2 separate regions of the Rattus norvegicus genome follow, and region 1 is linked to region 2. Evidence: chromatin contacts called from public Hi-C data. All regions are on one chromosome and are shown on one strand. The core of a region is the stretch at or near the end of the contact, and the rest is flanking DNA. Distances in the headings are between cores, read along the strand shown.

What was found. A called contact is a pair of places that touch in the nucleus more often than the background predicts.
Region 1: a Hi-C map of liver shows a contact between it and region 2, with 3 times the contacts expected there. The contact joins the enhancer-like site here to the promoter of Timeless in region 2. A contact is called at or near these places in 3 of 12 Hi-C or Micro-C datasets (kidney, liver and mammary epithelial cells).

The regions. Positions count from the first base shown.
Region 1 is chr7:1,273,491-1,278,051 of GRCr8, forward strand. No RefSeq gene overlaps it. Among named protein-coding and RNA genes, the nearest start is that of Apon, 2.9 kb to the left of the region's middle. Within about 2 kb of position 2,696, at least 1 of the 93 cell types and tissues checked has an H3K27ac peak or open chromatin away from gene starts, as enhancers often do. A contact at or near this core is called in liver, where this site is marked.
Region 2 is chr7:1,236,761-1,241,138 of GRCr8, forward strand. It overlaps Timeless (timeless circadian regulator), which reads left to right and starts at 2,690. Exons shown (of 29, transcript NM_031340.2): 1 at 2,690-2,761. Mip (major intrinsic protein of lens fiber) reads left to right here. Exons shown (of 4, transcript NM_001105719.2): 4 at 607-947. The coding sequence ends at 792.

The sequences.
Region 1 (4,561 bases), core at 1,446-3,945, 37 kb after region 2:
TTGTTGTTTGTTAGGAATTGTTCTGTTGTTGTTTCGAGACACAGTTTCTCTGTGGGAGCCCTTGCTGTCCTGAACTCACTCTGTAGACAAGGCTGGCCTCAAACAGAGATCTGCCTGCATCTGCCTCCCAAGTGCTGGGATTAAAGGTGTGAGTCACCGCCTGTCACCTGGAGTTTTTTTTTTTTTTTTTTTTTTTTGGACACTATAGTCCAAGCTGGCCTAACTTCCTCTGTAGAGTAGGTAATCCCACTTTAGTCTCCAGAGTGCTGGGGTTATAGGCACGAGCAACCACACCTGTTTTGTTTCAAGACAGGGTCTCAGACACGTGGATAAAAGTTTTTTTCTGGGGGCTGGGGATTTAGCTCAGTGGTAGAGCGCTTGCCTAGGAAGCGCAAGGCCCTGGGTTCGGTACCCAGCTCCGAAAAATAGAACCAAAAAAAAAAAAAAGGTTTTTTTCTGGAACAAGCCTGACAACCTGAGTTCAGTCACTAGAACCCAGGTAATAGATACAGACTTGTGACATTTCCAATAATAATAATAATAAAATGTGATTATTGCTGGGAGCTTTCCTGGCAGGGAAGGGTTGGAATAGGACGCGCGTGGGACACAGGTCAAAAGATTGCTATCTCTGGCTTTTTAATTTTGTTTTAACTGTTCTGCTCTGGCAATTAACATGCTCAGTAGAGGTTTTGTTTCTAGTGCTCCTTTTTCTGGCTAGGTCAGGGAGCTCATTAACTCTTTCTGAACCAGACAGAAAAAGGAGAGGAAAGATGTCACTCACGAGGATGGGGCAGAACCCCCCTAGCCAAACTATCATCTTTATTTCTTCTCTTGGGCCTTTTTATAGACCAAAGTTCTTAGAAAATTACCTGGTAGATAAAATGTTACACAAAAAGGGAGTCACAGAAGGATGTTGATGTAAGTTCAAAGCAGTGTTTCATTACCTACCATAAGCTCATTATAAGTTCAAAGCACCTGTTTCCCAGGCCTTGCTTTATCAGAGTGCACACCTACGGCTCCAGCCTTGGGCCTAAATGCTTTTCCTTGTACACAAATTTGTCCCAAGGCTATTTCTCTTTTTAGTGTAATCGTGAAACCTCACTGCATTTCTTTTTTTTTTTTTTTTTTTTTTTTGGTTCTTTTTTTCGGAGCTGGGGACCGAACCCAGGGCCTTGCTCTTCCTAGGTAAGCGCTCTACCACTGAGCTAAATCCCCAGCCCCCTCACTGCATTTCTTACTATGCAGCCTTACTTATTCTATTCTTTTTTTTTTTTTTTTTTTGGAGCTGGGGACCGAACCCAGGGCCTTGCGCTTCCTAGGCAAGCGCTCTACCACTGAGCCAAATCCCCAACCCCCACTTATTCTATTCTTGATTCTAACTTTACTACATCTTTCTAGCAAAACAACCATCTCTTAAAACTTTCTTCCTAAGATTATTTGAATTAAATCAGGAACTCTATATAAATTCAGATTTTTTTTTTTTTCCAGAGCTGGGGACCTAACCCGGGGCCTTGAAGCTTGCTAGGCAAGCCCTCTACCACTGAGCTAAATCCCCAACCCCAAAATCAGATTCATTTAAACAGCATTAATTCATGAAAGTTCATCATCATGTTGATCTGCAGGATCTGAGTGGCTCAATAGGTGGGTTAATGCCCAGGGGTTATTATATTAATTCAATAATGACTGGAAAGGCGTTTCACCTGCAAGAAGCAATCCTGAGATGAAGGCTCTCAGGCCTTGCCTCTCAGAGCTCTTAGTTCATGTGAAAAGGTGGGCCACCTCCAGGAAGGCCAGCTGTTAGCTTTAGCCTATCTGAGATGGCTCCCAACAGATTATATGTATGGGTGTTCCATGTATGTGTGTGTGCCATGTGCAAGCTGTGTACACCAAAACTAGAAGGTATCAGATCCCCTGGAACCAGAGTTGCAGATGGCTGTGAGCCACCATTTGGGTACAAAGGAACCCAGGTCCTCTGGAAGAGCACCCGTGCTCTTTACCACTGAGCCATCCCTCCAGTCCCCCATAACTAGTTTTTAAGGGGAAGCTTATGAAGACTTTGAAGAAGAGGGAGTGGCTATATTAATATAACCTAAAGGGTAGTGGACTTTTTTTTTGAGAGAGGGTTTACTCAAGCTTTGTTTGTCAAGGCTGGCTTCAAATTCCTGATCATCCTGTTGCCATCCCCCAACCTCTGGGTTACAAGCGTAAGCTAGCTAAAGAGTAGACTAGAGAAAAATTACTAGCGTAGTGATGTCATGTGAGTGAGAGGGACTCAGTATAAAGTAGGTAGGTATTTGGCTTTCATCCCGCTTCACAGTCTGTTTTGAAATCCTTATAATTTGTGGTGTGAGGCGTGCTAGGATGACTGGTGCTTGTTGCCAGGAGAACCAACCATGAAATGAGAGGAGAGAATTCTCTGCTCTACCCTTGACTTCCCAAGGCTTATAAGAGGGGCAACTAAAGCAGCGGTCAATGATTTTAACCAATCATGCTTATGTAATACATTTCATAACTCCCCCGAAGGTCTGAGGGCAACGGTCAAAAGAGTACACAGTCTTTCGATGAGATGAGATAGCCCTTTTGGGGGAGAAAAGAACCGAAAGAAGGAAGAATACTTAGTTGGAAAGAGAGAAAGCCTTAGGACCAAGAGACATTGAGACCAGTCAGAGCCAGAAGGACCAAAGTCCTTGGAAAGTTCAACTATACTCATTGATTTTTTGAGACAGGGTATCTCTGTATAGTTCTGGCTGTCCTAGAACTCACTCTGTAGACCAGGCTGGTCTTGAACTCAGAGACCCACTTGCCACTGTCTCCTGAGTGCTGGGATTAAAGTTGTGTGCCACCAGATCTTGCTGAGCCCGTGGATCTTCATGGCCATTTTCTAAGTCTTACCTTTAGCTTGGCTCCACTGGAAGCCAGAGCAGAAAGATGCTTCCAAGGCTAAGCATGTCCTTTGCTCACACAGATCATTTTCTTTCCATCCTTACCCAGGACTTTCTTGCTGTCTCTTGTCCTTGCCTTTGCCTGAGGCTGACACAACTGTTTGAAATTCTTTGTGGCTTCTGCTTCTCCCTAGTCCACAGACATGAAGATCCACCCTACAGAACGGAATGACGGCTCCCTGATAAGAGTGCTTGTGGCTTTTCCAGAGGACCGTGCTCAGTTCCCAGCACCCACACCCAGTAGTTTACAACTCTGCTTGTATCCAGCTCCAGAGGATCCAGCCCTTCCTCTGGCCTTTGTGGGCACCTGCATACATGGGCATACACTTAGAAACATACACATGATTGACTTTCAATGTTTTCTGTCTTTTCCTTAAGGTAGAGTTTGACTGGTTTGTCCAGAATGGCCTCAAATTCAGAATCTTATCAAAGCCTCATGAGGAGCTGAATCAACTGAAAGATCCCACGCAGAGAGACCCTTACTCAAGTCTTGGGAAATCGCAGACCCCAGACACAGAAAGACCATTTTGGATGTAATAAGCAAAGGCGAGGTTTATTATGGAGACCTATTATAGAGATCTCCGGGCCGACACATATCTCACGCAGGAGACAGAGGCATCGGCCCGGCCCGAGAGGCTGGGAGAAAGAGTATTTAAAGGCAGAGGCTGTGAGCCCAGGGGATTGGGGGTGTCAAAGGGGAAGGCACCCAAGTCACAGGATTGTTTTATGGCTCCAGGAGATTAGGGGGCCCAGAAGGTTTTATGGCCCCCTGGTTCCTGGAGTGCTCTCTGCAGGATGCAATGGCTGGAAAGCACAAGTAGGGGCTTAAATAAACATCACAGGGGCAGAGCAAAGAACAGTCACTCACACTGGGTGATAAGCAAAGTAGTTCTCTTGCATTTTTAACAATCTGTCTTCCAGAGACAGGTCCTGTTGTTGAGTTTTGGGCTAATTTAAAACTCTATCTCTCAGGATCAGATGCCCTCTTCTGGTGTGTCTGAAGACAGTGACAGTCTACTTATAGACATAAAATAAATAAATAAATAAATCTTTTTTAAAATATTTTAGGGCTTGGGGATTTAGCTCAGTGGTAGAGCGCTTGCCTAGCAAGCGCAAGGCCCTGGGTTCGGTCCCCAGCTCCGAAAAAAAGAAAAAAAAAGACAGGAAGTAAACAAGCCAAAATAGCTTTAGGAAGTCCCTGAAATTGATTAAATCCACTAGGTCTCTCCCTTCCCAACAATATAGCGGTAAAGACTGTTAGGAGTTACTCTCAGGCAAACTGAGGCTGCCCAAAGACTCAAGGAAGCTGAGTCAACTAAAGATGTAGAGACCAACCAAGCTGCCTAGAAGACTTTCAGAGAAGCCAAGCTGCTTGGAAGAGACTCTGACCAAGCAGTCTGGAAGAATGTTACACCAGCTGAGCCATGGGAAAGTCACCTTCCAACCTGTTGAGCTGCCTGCAGACTGTGCAGTCCCCAGCTTTGTGAGCTGTCACCCTTGCTGGGATCTCCTTTGATGATGCAGCTGTCTTTAAATCATTTCTGCTCCTCTAAGTAACCACCCAACAAAACTCACTGTTCCATGAGGTTGGATTATTGTCAGCTGTGTGTCTCAGGAGA
Region 2 (4,378 bases), core at 1,440-3,939:
TTTTTTTTTCGGAGCTGGGGACCGAACCCAGGGCCTTGTGCTCGCTAGGCAAGTGCTCTACCGCTGAGCTAAATCCCCAACCCCCTGTATTTTATTTTTAACGTATAGGTGTTTAGCATGTATGTCTGTGCACTGCATGCCTGCCTGGTACCCTTGGAGGCCAGAAGGAGGATTTGGATCCCTGGAACCTGGAGTTACAGATGACTGTGAGCTTCTTTGTGGATGCTGGGAATTGATCTTAGGTCCCCTGCAAAGACTCTGAGCCATCTCTCCAGCCCCACTGAGTCTAGAATTTTTTCTTTTTTCTTTTTTTGGTTTTTTTTTTTTTTTTTTCGGAGCTGGGGACCGAACCCAGGGCCTTGAGCTTGCTAGGCAAGCGCTCTACCACTGAGCTAAATCCCCAACCCCGAGTCTAGAATTTTAAAACCAACCAAACAAGCCCACATGTTTCACAGGAAGAGCCCCAAACACAGCAGCCACAACAAAAAGCTGCATTAACTTTCACTAATGCCTAGTTGCGTGCCACGAGAGCAGCATATGTCGGCTTTTGGGTTTTTTTTCCCTGAAGAGTTCTGAAGTCTGAGCCTGCCTTCTCTCTTCCCACAGGTGTACTGGGTGGGCCCAATCATCGGCGGGGGCCTGGGCAGCCTGCTCTACGACTTTCTCCTCTTCCCACGGCTCAAGAGTGTTTCTGAGAGACTGTCTATCCTCAAGGGAGCCAGACCCAGTGACTCCAATGGACAGCCAGAGGGTACAGGGGAACCTGTGGAACTGAAGACTCAGGCCCTGTAAAAGCTGCAGAACGCCCGCTGGGTTTCAGGGAGGGCCAAGCCAGCCCTTGGATGAAGAAAGAGACTGTGGGGAGGGGCATGTACTTCTTTATTTTTTAACTTACGTTTTTCATTTTTTCCTTTTGCTGTGTGAAATCTTTCAAGTTGCATTCACGACTGGTTGGTGCAAACTTCCCTTCCTCCCTTCTCCAGCCACCTTCGCCGTGCACGACTGTTCATGTGAATGTGGGTGCGTGTGGCTGTGTCTGAGTTTGCGGGCATAGAAGCTAGGGAAGGGGAAAGAGGTGTCAACATGTATGTCCAACCCCAGTTTGGTAAACACAGGGAACCTAAGACCTTAAGTTTCTGGCCTTTACCCTGCTTCCAGTCAAGTATATGATACGCATCTTGATTTTTGAGGGGTCACAGGAGGGGGGGGTCACTCCTCTCAGGGAGCAGACAGAAAGGAGGGGGCAAGGCATTCCAGGGGTTGGGAGGTTTGGTGGGAGAGGTATCCAAGATTTTATTTCCAGATCACTACTATTAAGTTTTGAGGGAATTAATGGGAGACTATAGACTACTGATCTCAGGGATGCTTGTCCCAGAGACTGGGGTGGAAGCTCTGAGAAAAGTAAACACGGGCTTGAGTCGTTCTATAAAGCCCGCCTATATCTGCCTTGGACCACAGACCTTCAACAGAAATAGGAGTTAGGCAAGCCTGTAATCTAAATGGTTTTCTTTTTCTTTCTTTTTTTTTTTTTTTTAGATTTATTCATTTATTATATATAAGTACACCGTAGCTGTCTTCAGACACACCAGAAGAGGGCATCAGATCTCTTTACAGATGGTTGTGAGCCACCATGTGGTTGCTGGGAATTGAACTCAGGACCTCTGGAAGAGCAGTCGGTGCTCTTAACCACTGAGCCATCTCTCCAGCCCCCTAGCCTGTAGTCTATAAAAATGAAATGGTTTAAAAGGCCCTGCCTCATAGCCCTGGACAAACGGTACTGAAGCCCAGATTTGCTTTCCGAGGCTAACACAGGAGATCTGGTGTCTGAAGCAAATTTACAGGAGTTGAGGGGGCAAGACGGGAGATTTACTTAGAGCAAACTGAACTTTGCAAATGGCGTCTCTGTACTTTCATCACTAGCTCCAGAGTCTTTTATTTTTGTATGTCTTTTCACTTTTCTCCCGGCTATCCTTTCTGCTAACTCTCCCTTATGGCCCCCCATATCGATCTCCTCTATCTAAATGCTTAATTCGGAGATGATTTTTTTTTTTTTTTTTGGAGCCCTATCTTGTATTTGTTGGTAAAATAGCATCGCGTTAGCAGGGGCGCAGGTGACCCTGAACGAACATGGAATATTTATTGCAGATCTTTCTTTTTTTTTTTTTTTTTTTTTTTTTTTTTCTTTTTTTTTTTTTTTTTCTTTTTTTTCGGGGCTGGGGACCGAACCCAGGGCCTTGCGCTCGCTAGGCAATATTGCAGATCTTTCTATTCTGAGCCTCCTGTATATACTTTGCAAGCTTTAAAAATACATGCCTATAAGAAGACAGACAACCCTAAACTCTATCCCAAACACCAAACTCTCCACTTCCTCCCAAATAAAACACATCTTTTCTAACTAGCCATTTAAGACTTTGGAATAGTCCACTTGACTGAAAGGGGAAGAACGTCTGTAAATTCCCCCTTAATTCGATCTTGATTCTTATTATAATTCAGTAGAAAACCCCTAGCGTTTTGGTTTTTACTTTAGCGCAGATGACCGACTCACTTAAAACAGTCCTTTTGGGTTTCCCTTCTTATCCAAACTTCCCTTTCCTCTTGTCCGGAGTCCAGTGGCTCCGCCCCGCCCGCCCCGCTCGCCCCGCCCCGTGCCCGCCCGCGCAGGCGCGGACTGGTCGCTCTCTGCCGAGTGGCGGGAAAGTCTGCGACCCCGCACCTCACGGCCACTGGCCCTGCGAGCCTTCAGAGGACTCATGGATAGTGGGTGAGTGTGTCGGAAGGACCCAGGATCGACACGAACATCCCCGAGGTGGCGGGCCGGCGATGGGGCGAGCGGCGGGACAGAGAGCGGCCGCCGTCCCGCCGCGCAGTTGAAGGGCGGGGGCGGGGCTCCCGGCGCGTACGCGAGTTCTGACCCAGCTCCCGGGCGAGCGTGGGGAAGACCAGCTGGGTCCTTGCGGGTCTCAGCACATCCTAAGCCTGGGGTAGGGAAGGGACCGTGAGACCAGGATCTTCGAATTCCGAGAGCAGAGCAGAAGCCTCCCGGGAATTCCCATGCAGTCCAGACTCGAAGACACAGCGGTCTGGAGGTCGTCAGGAGGGGGATTCACAGGCCTTGGGGTTTTCATAGGCTGGATTCAATCCTCTTGCCTAAGGAAGACACAACCTCTGGGGATGTCAGCTAGGACAAGAGCAATTAGTTAGCCTTCTTTCTTGGAGTGTCATTTCTTTGTCTTTGATGGCTGTCACTAGAACCTTGTTTTTTTTGGGGGGGGAGGGGGATGAAGCTCGTGGTTTTATATTTAGTTTGAAACCCCATTTCGGTCGCTTAAAGTTTTGCTTACTCAGGTGGGTGCTTTGCGTTCCTGACATTTTTCTCATCCAGTTTGATTTCCAACTTCAGGGAAAGGATGTGTTTGCTCCGCGTTTTTTCGTACCTCAAGATACCTGAACTCCCTCTGCTGGAGAGTTCTTGTCACTTTGGTACTGTTGCCCTCCAAGCTGGTCACCCCGCAGCCGAGAAGCCTCAGCAGGTTGGGTTGCTTGTTTCCAGCCTGAGGATTTGAATGAAGTCCTAGGAGCCCACATGGTGGAAGGAGAGAACTGAATCCTACACTTTGATATTTGAACGGGAACACATACAGAGATGAATCATTAAGTAAAAGGACAGGGCCTCAGTATTAGTCCTGGCTGGGCTGGGATTGTCTGTGTAGACCAGACTAGCTTCAGACTCAAAGATGTCGTTCACTAGGCTCTGCCTCCCTGGTACTGGCCACTCGCTCTTTTGTGTTCCTGAAGTATTGTACCTTTGCTTATACCAGTGCCAAAGTTTATTGAGCACGCTAATAATGTCGCATGCAAGCTGGAGAGGTGGTTCAGTGGTTAAGAGCACTGACTGCTCTTCCAGAGGTCCCCAGTTCAAATCCCAGCAACCACATGGAGGCTCACAACATCTGTAATGAGATCCGATGCCCTCTTCTGGTCTGTCTGAAGACAGCTACAGTGTACTCATACATAGTTAATAAAACTTAAAAAAGAAAATAATGTAGCGTGCGTGGCACTCAGTGCCAAGAGCTGAGAGTGGAGTTGGAATTCCAGTCCTTGAGGACTGGTGGAAAACATGTAACTGTAACTTCTGCAGCTACAGAAGACACTGAATCCTTCCTAGCTCTTCCACTCTGCTCACTGGCATGCGTCCTGATGCCTCCACATTTGTAGCTTTAGCCTCCCTTCCCTACGGTGCAGACTTGTCTACTTCAGTCTAGGGAATAGCATTTATTAAGCACCTACATTACCCCTGGGATGAAGGAGTTGTTGATATTTTAAGTGCTGCTGCCAGCTGCCATTTTTCTCTTCTCTCTTACCATAGTGAGGATTGAAC